2 separate regions of the Sus scrofa genome follow, and region 1 is linked to region 2. Evidence: chromatin contacts called from public HiChIP or PLAC-seq data. All regions are on one chromosome and are shown on one strand. The core of a region is the stretch at or near the end of the contact, and the rest is flanking DNA. Distances in the headings are between cores, read along the strand shown. Region 1 holds the start of MLKL (mixed lineage kinase domain-like protein). Region 2 holds the start of ZNRF1 (a long non-coding RNA gene).

Evidence for each region. HiChIP or PLAC-seq counts read pairs in DNA pulled down with a chosen protein or histone mark.
Region 1: an H3K27ac HiChIP or PLAC-seq map of alveolar macrophages shows a contact between it and region 2. The contact joins the promoter of MLKL here to the promoter of ZNRF1 in region 2. A contact is called at or near these places in 1 of 47 Hi-C or Micro-C datasets (embryonic fibroblasts) and 1 of 2 datasets of contacts at active chromatin or transcription factors (alveolar macrophages).

The regions. Positions count from the first base shown.
Region 1 is chr6:12,921,842-12,926,896 of Sscrofa11.1, reverse strand. It overlaps MLKL (mixed lineage kinase domain-like protein), which reads right to left and starts at 3,051. Exons shown (of 11, transcript XR_002344504.1): 1 at 1,786-3,051.
Region 2 is chr6:12,666,525-12,671,719 of Sscrofa11.1, reverse strand. ZNRF1 (a long non-coding RNA gene) reads left to right here and starts at 2,913. Exons shown (of 5, transcript XR_002344499.1): 1 at 2,913-3,991.

The sequences.
Region 1 (5,055 bases), core at 1,802-4,301, 260 kb before region 2:
GCAAGAGAAGCAACAGGTGTTAGGGCATACCTAAAAAGACTTAATGGGTCTCAGGCTCCCCAGCTATTCCCAGTTGCTAAGCAGATGTCTTCAAGGATATTTCTTGGGACTCTGGAAGGCAATGAACTTCATACTTTCGTCTGGTCCACCAGAGACAGAAGCAGATAGGAAAGTGTTGCTCAAGGAAGCTTGAAGATTTCAGCTTCAGAGCGCCAAGCTCTACTTATGTGCATTACCAGCCTCATAAAAAAAAAAAAAAAAGCCATATCTCAACAATAACCAATCAAAAGAATGGGAAAAATAGCCCCTTCATCAAAGCACCAATTTAAAAACAATACATTTTACAAGAAAAGTGGTGGAGTGGTATGAAGCAAACCACACAAAACGAAGCCTGAAGAAATGGAGAGAACTCTTTATTTTTCTGGCTGGGAATTTAAATTGACAAAGCTGGCAATCCTTCCCAAATATAAGTGCAGTTTAATGCAGTTTTAATAAAACTCTCAATGGGCAATTTGGTATCAAAACTAAAGGATCCTAAAGTTCATCTGAAAGAGGAAATTTGTAGTGATAACCAGGATTTTTGTAATAAAAAGGGGACTTACCTGTAAGATATTAAAATTTTAATAACTTGGAGTTCCTGTCGTGGCGCAGCAGAAACGAATCCGACTAGGAACCATGAGGCTGCAGGTTCTCGCTCAGTGGGTTAAGGATCCAGCCTTGGCGTGAGCTGTGGTATAGGTTGCAGGTGCGGCTCGGATATGGCGTTGCTGTGGCTCTGGTGTAGGCCTGCAGCTGTAGCTCCGATGTGACCTCTAGCCTGGGAATCTCCAAACGCCGTGGGTGCGGCCCTAAAAAAAAGCAAAAAAATAAAAGAAAATTTTAATAACTACAATTGTTTAGGGCTTATTGAATATATGATAAAGATACCAAGAGGATGAAAGGGAATATAAATACATATATACTTAATGTGAATTTCTAAGAACTTGTGCTTTAGAAAAGCTCAAATGTATACAGATAGAGCAATACTAAGATGCTCATTGAGGTGCTATTTATACTATGTAAAACTGCTAACAACTGTATTAAGAATATGTTCATATATTACTTGCAGAAAAAAACGAGGGGTAAAAATTACTAATTTTATTTTTTGGCTGTGCCCCCCCCCCACCCCGTGAAATTTCCCAGGCCAGGGATTGAACCCATGCCACAGCAGAGACAACGCCAGATCCTTAACCCATTAGGTCATCAGGAAACTCCAAAGTTACTGATTTTAAAAGTGAAAAATCTTAAAATGGTAGTAACAGTATAAATTCAGAAAGAACTCTAATTTCCTCCTCCTCTCCACAAAAATGGCATCAAGCACTTTTCTGATGACATTTTATACCAGGTTTCTCTCTTTGTGCCTAAAATAGGCACCGGAAAAGTTCATGAATCAGCAATCCGGACCCTCTCTCTTGGCCGTTTCTCCACCTTCAGCCTGGCGTGGAGCGCCGAGGGCGGCTTGGACAATTCTAAGCCGGGTTCCCCAGACCCGTCCACCACGACAGCGCCCGGATGCCAGCTCTCCGCCGCGTCTTTTGTAGAAAGTCATTAGAGACCCAAGTGGGCGGCTTCACCCTCAGAGCGGAGGAGAGAAACCAACTCTGTCCCGAGTTCCAGGAAATGGGACTGGGAGTCACCCCCGCCTCCCGCCCCGCTTCTCCCGGCTCTGCCCGGGAATCCGGCTGCGCCCCTCTGCCCCGCCGCCTCCGGGGACCGCGCGCGTCCCGGGAAGCCCCCCGGACTCACCTTCGTCCTTCCCGAGGGCGTCCCGTGCACGGTTTCCGGGAAGACGCCTCGGCTTCTCAGACGACTGCCTTCCTTCTGGGGGAAGAAGTCTTCGAACCCGAAGCCCCTGGAAAGGGCCGCGTCCCAGCGCCCCCTGCCCTCGGCTGTGGCTGTGGGTGCCGCGCGCCCCGCGCTCCCTCTGGCTGCGTTAGGCTGCTCGGGACGCCGCCGGGGAACTGGCAGGCCTTTCCTTTCCGGGGAAGCCGGGGTTCTGGACTGAGCCCCGCCTCTGCGGGCGGGCCCCCAATCCGCTGGTTCGGCCGCCGCTTCGCGGTCTGGAGCCCGCCCGAGGGCTGGGAAGTCCGACACGCCGCCGCCTCTGCGCTTTCACAAGGCGCTTGCAGCCAACGGGCTCAGGGGGCCTTGGCTCCCTCAAAGCCCTTTCCCGGTGGTTCCTCCTGGTATCCTCCTCCTGCCCTTTTCACACTCCCCTCCTTCCCCAATTCCGTCAGGAACTGTTTACAGCACCCTCCTGGTGCCCGGGCGCTCTCCTTAGGGCTGGGGATTCAGAAAAGAACAAGAGCTCAGGAAAGGATTTTCATCAGGACAAAGTATGGGAAAGATTAGATGAGCAAAGCACTGAGAGCTGGAGAGAAGTTTCTTGTGTCTGCTTCGCTGTATGAAAATATTGGGGGTGGAGGAAGGGAGTGAAGGAAGAGATACACTTAAATGACCTTCCTTCTCGGAGGTCATGGCAGAGATTTGTGTTTTGATGTGTCATGTTTTACAGCCGGTAGCTGTGTCCCCAGCTAGAAAGTACAGAAGGAAGGTCATTCATTTACTCATCAGTCTGCTTCCGCTACAGGATAGAATTGGATTGTATGAGAAGACTTTTTGGATGAAGACCTGGTGGAGGATGTCTGGGGCTGTTGATGTGTTTATTCGAGTTCCCCTGCTCTCGGCCTCCATCTGTTGCATCATCCGTTTTCCTCTTATCTTAGGTCAGGTTCTCTAGAAGCAGAGTCTGAGAAAGAGAATCAGGCGCATGTGATTCACTGAAGGAAGGCTTTCAGGATAGAGTAAGGTAGGGCTGGGGTTGGGGTGGAGGAAGCTCAACAAGGATATGGCATCAGCGGAGACTAGCTTCGGCCAGATTCTGTGGGCAGCTGGAGAGCATGAAGCTCTGGAGCAAGAGGCAGCTTCTGTTTTGCTCTGGATAGATCACCAGTTAGGTGACAAAGAGTCTTAAAAAAAAAATTTTTTTTTTAGGGGCGCACTCTCGGCGTATGGAGATTCCTGGGCTAGGGGTCTAACCGGAGCCACAGCAACGCCAGAGCCGATCCGTGTCTGTGACCTACACCACAGCTCACGGCAATGCCGGATCCTTAACTCACTGAGCGAGGCCAGGGATCGAACCTGCAACCTCATGGTTTCTAGTCAGATTGGTTTCCACTGCGCCATGATGAGAACTCCTTTTTCTTTTTTTTTCTTCTTCTGTCTTTTGTCTTTTTAGGGCCGCAGCTGCGGCATATGGAGGTTCCCAAGCTAGGGGTCTAACAGAGCTACAGCTGCTGGCCTACACCACAGCCGCAGCAACACCAGATCTGAGCTGAGTCTGCAACCTACACCACAGCTCACGGCAATGATGGATCCTTACCCCACTGAGCAGTGCCAGGGATCGAACCCGAGTCCTCATGGATACTAGTAGGGTTTGTTAACCACTGAGCCACGACAGGAACTCCCTAAGAGGGACTTTCATAGCAATAAATACCTATATAAAAAAGAAGAAAGACCTCAAACTACCAAACTTCACATGTTGAGGAACTAGAAAAAGAACTAAGCCAAAAATTAGCAGAAGGAAGGAAATGACAAATATAAAAGCAAAAATAAATGAAATAGAAAATCCAAAAACATAGAAAGGAGTTCCCGTCGTGGCACAGTGGTTAACGAATCCGACTAGGAACCATGAGGTTGTGGGTTCCATTCCTGGCCTTGCTCAGTGGGTTGAGGACACGGCGTTGCCGTGAGCTGTGGTGTAGTTTGCAGACGCGGCTCGGATCCCGCATTGCTGTGGCTCTGGCGTAGGCCGACGGCTACAGCTCTGACTGGACCCCTAGCCTGGGAATCTCCATATGCTGTGGGAGCAGCTCTAGAAAAGGCAAAAAGACAAAAAAAGATAAGCAAACAAATTCTTAGCTAGACTAAGAAAAAAAGGGAGAATATTCAAACGAATGGAATCATAAGTAAAAGACACTACAATTGATGTCACAGAAATAGAAAGGATCAAAAGAGACTGTGATGAACAATTACAAGCCAACAAAATAGAAGAAATTAGATAAATTCCTAGAAACATACAGCCTACCAGGACTAAATCATGAAAAAATAACAAGTTGGTACAGACTTGTAATGGAGATTGAATCAGAAATCAAAAACCTCCCAAAAAAAGAAAAGCCAAGAGCCAGATGGCTTCACTAATCAAATATTTAAAAATAAATTAGGAGTTCCCGTCGTGGCGCAGTGGTTAACGAATCCGACAGGAACCATGAGGTTGTGGGTTCGGTCCCTGCCCTTGCTCAGTGGGTTAACGATCCGGCGTTGCCGTGAGCTGTGGTGTAGCTTGCAGACGCGGCTCGGATCCCCCGTTGCTGTGGCTCTGGCGTAGGCTGGCGGCTACAGCTCCGATTGGACCCCTAGCCTGGGAACCTCCATATGCCGTGGGAGCGGCCCAAGAAATAGCAAAAAGACAAAATAAATAAATAAAATAAATAAAATAAATAAATTAACACTAATCCTTCTCAAACTCTTGCAAAAAACTGAATAGGAAAGAATGATTTGAAGCTCATTTTACAAGTTCAACATTATCCTGATAGCAAAGCAAGACGAAGAGACCAAAAGAAAGAAAGCACAGGCCAATCTTCCTGATGAACACAGATACAACAATCCTCAACAAACTACCAGCAAACCTCATCCAACAACACAGGAAAAGGATCATACACTCTGACCAGGTGGGATTTATTCCTGGGATGCAAGAACACTTCAACATATGAAAATCAATTAATGCGATGCACCACGTTAACACAAAAAGGATAAAAACATATGATCATCTCAGTGGGTGCAGAAAAAGCATGTCACAATATCCAACGCTCTTTAGTGATAAAAACTGTCAACAAATTAGGAATAGAAAGAAATTATCTCAACATAATTAAGGCCAGTTATGACAAGCCCACAGCTAACATCATAGTTAATGGTGAAAAAGAGAACACTCTCCTGCAAGACCAGGAACAATGTAAG
Region 2 (5,195 bases), core at 1,664-4,163:
AATAGAGATCTGTCAATGGATCTAGTAACCTCTTCTGCACAGTTCTGAACTTTCCCTCTTCTTTTTTTTTTTTTGTCCTTTTAGGGCCACACCCACGGCATATGGAGGGTCCCAGGATAGGGGTTGAATCAGAGCTGCAGCTACTGGCCTATGCCATAGCCACAGCAATGCCAGATCTGAGCCACGTCTGTGATCTACACCATAGCTCACGGTAATGCCAGATCCTTAACCCACTAAGCAAGGCCAGGGTTGGAACCTGCAACCTCATGGATACTAGTCAGATGCGTTTCTGCTGAGCCATGGCGAGAACTCCCTCCATTTTCTTTCTTCAGGGAGGAAGTTGGGTTAAACTTAAACTTTCTTGTTTTTCTTCTGATGACTCATTTGGATCTTAGGTGTACACAAGTTCCCCATATAGGCACCCACAGATAAATTCCTGGGTATTAAAACATCTTTTTCCTATGTTATTTCTCATTCAGAAATCTCAACTTTGTTCTACAGGGCTTTTTGCTCACCTCCAAGCACTCCCTGCTTGAAAAAAGCCTCTCTCCTCCTTCCTGTTTCTTTTTTTTTTGTCTTTTTGCTATTTTGTTTGGGCCGCTCCCGCGGCATATGGAGGTTCCCAGGCTAGGGGTCGAATCGGAGCTGTAGCCCCCGGCCTACGCCAGAGTCACAGCAACGCAGGATCCAAGCCACGTCTGTGACCTACACCACAGCTCACGGCAACGCTGGATCGTTAACCCACTGAGCAAGGCCAGGGACCGAACCTGAAACCTTATGGTTCCTAATCGGATTCATTAACCACTGCGCCACGACGGGAACTCCCTCCTTCCTGTTTCTTTCCAAGCTGGTCCTACGGGGGCAATTAATACCTATGATGGACCAACCTTTCTTTCTTTCTTTTTTTTTTTTTTTTTTGGCTTTTGTCTTTTTAGGGCCGCACCTGCAGCACATAGTTTCCCAGGCTAGGGGTCTAATCAGAGCTACAGCTGTCGGCCTACGCCACAGCAACACGGGATCCAAGTCACGTCTGCAACCTACACCTGAGCTCAACACGACGCTGGATCCTTAACCCACTGGGTGAGGCCAGGGATCAAACCCGCATCCTCATGGATGCTAGTCAGGTTTGTTAACCACTGAACCAAATGGGAACCTCAAGACCAACCTTTCTTTTACTGGTTTTCTTTCAATATTTCTTTACACCTTGTTTCGACTCTTTTTTTTTTTTTTTTCTTTTCTGGACTGCACATGTGACATATGGAAGTGCCCAGGCTAGGGGTCAAATCAGAGCTGCAGCTGCCGGCCTATGCCATAAGCCACAGCAACGTGGGATCCAAGCTGAGTCTGTGACCTACATCACAGATCACAGCAAAGCCAGATCCTTAACCCACTGAGTGAGGCCAGTGATCCAACCGGCATCCTCATGGTTCCTAGTCAGATTCGTAACCTGCTGAGGCACAAAGGGAACTCCCTTGTTTTGACTCCTTGATTGGGAAATATCTGGGGGACATTTAGAGCAAGGAAGTCAGGCCAGGAACTAAATGATGCTCATAGCCAGCACTCAGCATTTGATAGATACTGAGCTTTCCCTGTAGCGCAAACAGGATCCATGGCTGCACTGGCGGCTTTGCAGCTATGTGTGTGGGGTGTGTGGATTCAAGCCCCTGCCCCCAGCAATGGGTTAAGGATCCAACATTACTGTAGCTGTGGCATAGATTGCAACTCTGGCTCAGATTCAATCCCTGGTCCAGGAACTCCACACGCCACCCGTGGCCAAAAAAGAAAAGAAAAGAAAAGGTGCTGAATGAATGAATGAATGAATGTTAGTGAGAATAAGAGAGATTGCAAAATTCAGACTTGGTCAGCAAATCTTTATTGAGTACCGGCTCTGTGATAGACCCTGTGGTGCATGCCAAGATAAATGGTGAACAAAACAGGGGTCCCACCGTGAACTAGAGTGTTTCTAAAATCACTAGTTCTAGCTGTATTATTCCATCTCATGTCCATATCTTTTCACTTTTTATCATACATCTAATGATCATCAGAATCACATTTTAGCTAAGGAATCTATCCATTTGATTAAGGACAAAATAGAAAGTTCTGATCTACTGTCAGCAAAAACTGGAGTCACAAGGGCCCCGGTGCTCCATTTACCCCCAACAACTAAGAATTCCCCAAATGCTAAGTTTCCTGATTTTTTTTTTTTTTTTTTTTTTTTTTTTTTTTGCCTTCTCTAGGGCCGCTCCCGCGGCACATGGAGATTGCCAGACTAGGGGTGAAATCGGAGCTGTAGCCACCGGCCTACGCAGAACCACAGCAATACAGGATCCGAGCCGCGTCTGCGACCTACACCACAGCTCACGGCAATGCCAGATCCCTAACCCACTGAGCAAGGCCAGGAATCGAAGCCGCAACCTCATAGTTCTTAGTCGGATTCGTTAACCACTGCGCCACAGCGGGAACTCCTAAGTTTCCTGATTTTTAGGGGTTCTTGGATGAGGAACCTCAGATAGAACGCATAGCATGTCCACCAGAGGGTGCTGTGGGGGCAAATTTGCGCCGGGTGGGGAGCTTGACCGCTGACCCTCAGAGCCAGGTAGGCGTCTCGAGTAATTTTTTTTCTTCCTTGGGTTTCCTTCCCACCCCTGGAACCATGGCCGCCCCTCGCCCCCCAGGTAGGTTCCCTCCTTTCCCAGTAAGCGGCTACTTTCGGGGGCTTAAAGAGTGCTTGCTTTGAAAAGACGCCTAGCTTTTGGTCCCGACGCCCCATGGCTCAGGCCCCTCAGGTCAGGGCGGATTGGGTGGGTGGGACTTCTCGGGCGCCCGCGGCCTTGCGCCGCAGGGGCGGGGAAAGGGTTAACCCGGCGGGAGGGGGAGGGGGGAGGGGGCGCGGGCCGCGCCTGCGCTCTGCCGCCCTCCATTGTCTCCACGGCGGCGAGGAGCGCCGGAGAGCGCAGTCCCGGACCAAGCAGGGCGGCGCGGCTCGCCGGGAAGGCGGCGGCTGCTGGAGCGGGCGCGACGCGACGCTATCACCGCTTCCCGAGCTCTGTCTGGCCTCCCAGCGCCGCGGCCCTCCCGAGGCCTGGAGGGGTCCGGGCCGCCGTCCATGGTCGCGGCGTCCTGAGGCGGGGGACGCGCCCGGCGCCCCCAGCCCTCCTCCGCCTCCTGCTTTCGGGCGGGCGGCCTCCTCCGGCGCCTCCCTGCGCCCGCCCGCCTGCTCGCCCGCCGCCTCCCTCCCTCCTTCCCTGCGGCTCCCCCGGCTTTCGGGAACCCGGGGGCGGCCTGTGGCGCGCCGAGCCCGCGGCGGACTGCGCCTCTTTGGACCTTGAGGGGAAACATGCGTTTGGCTTGGATCGGTTTAAATTCTTAGTTTGGGATCCCCGCCCGCCTGCCTCTTCCGCCCCGCGGGTTTTCTTTTCTCTTTTTCTTTTTTTTTGTCCTTTTCCACCTCCCAGTCTCCTTTTTGACTCCCTCCCCCTTTATGCTCGCCCAACCCTCCCCCGGTTGCTGAGAAGTGGGGGAGGGTCTCGGCCTCCAGGTTCCCGCCCCACCGGGGCCCGGGCGAGCATGGGGGGCAAGCAGAGCACGGCGGCTCGTTCTCGGGGCCCCTTCCCTGGGGTCTCCACCGATGACAGCGCCGTGCCCCCGCCGGGAGGGGCGCCCCACTTTGGGCACTACCGGGCAGGCGGCGGGGCCATGGGGCTGCGCAGCCGCTCGGTCAGCTCGGTGGCGGGCATGGGCATGGACCCCAGCACGGCCGGGGGGGTGCCCTTTGGCCTCTACACCCCCGCCTCCCGGGGCACCGGCGACTCGGAGAGGGCGCCCGGCGGCGGAGGGTCGGCGTCCGACTCCACCTATGCCCACGGCAATGGTTACCAGGAGACGGGCGGCGGTCACCATAGAGACGGGATGCTGTACCTGGGCTCCCGAGCCTCGCTGGCGGATGCTCTACCTCTGCACATCGCACCCAGGTGGTTCAGCTCGCACAGTGGTGAGTCTGCGGGTGGTGGAGGCCTCGGAGGGTGGAGTTCAAGGGAGGGCGCGCCGGGGCGCCCCACACCTTCGCGCGCGTGCGGGGATTTGGAGGTGGAGTGCGCGACCTGAATCTGTCTTCCCTTTGATTCCCGAAGCCAAGGGATGAATGGGATCCCTACCCTATAGAAAAGAGGCTTCCTGAGAGGCTGCGGAGCTGGGCGTATTAGGACTTCAGGCGTTGGTTCACTTGTGGATGCTTATTCAAGTCCCATTCATTGGCATCCTCAGCCTCAGAGAGGTCTGGTCTGGCTTTATAGCAAGTCGGCCTGGGTGCTTCCTTTCTTTTCCTGCTGCATTGTGCTTGCCTTACCTGGAACAGAGAGAGGGGTCCAACTTGACCAAGCGATGTCTCCCAGACAAAGAGTGCGAAAAGAAAGAAAATTGGGGCCAAGTGATGTTTGGATTAGGACTCTTGATTTTGCTTGGAGAAGGGAGGGGGTGCCCAGTGTTGCCACCCTGCTGGAAATCTGTTTGAATTCTTTAAAACTGAGTGGCCACCAGGCTGTTGGCATTAGACAGGTGTGGCCTGCCGGGTGGAGGGCCCAGCCAAGGGAGCCTCCCTCACAGGCTTTGCGGGACCAGGGCTCTCGTTACCTGCGATGCGTGCAGTAGGCTTGTCTTAATGACTCTTGCATCCCTCCATCTTTTTTCTTCCCCTCCGTGCTAAGTGCTAGGCCTTCCAGGTATTCTGCATCTTTCTGTAACCAAGAGGTGGTATTTTATTGCCCGGCTGTTGACACATGTCAGGGGAAAGAAGGATTCAGAGAACCTGGATGAATTTATTTTTTGAACTTCTGGTGACTGGTCAGCTAAAAGCTGGAGGAGATTTTCCCAGGCTCTAACTAGCAGGGCAGAAAAGGCAGTGGCAGGAGCTTCTGGAGGAAAACAGGTCTGTCTGCTTAGCTAATCTGAAAAGCCAGGTTAGGCTTCTGAAAAATTGGTCGGAAGGGGTGTGGGGCCACTATTTACTAATTGGCACATTGGAGTGAAGAAGTTAACATCTTCAGACTCCTTTGAGAGATTTCAGGAAATTTAGATACCATGCTGAAGAGAGATTGCTTTATGGAGGATTTATCTGTTAGATCACTGTTCTAGCTATTGTGAAATACGGTAGATTTTTTTTATCTCTATTTCTGGAAACAGTCTTGATATTTTTTCAA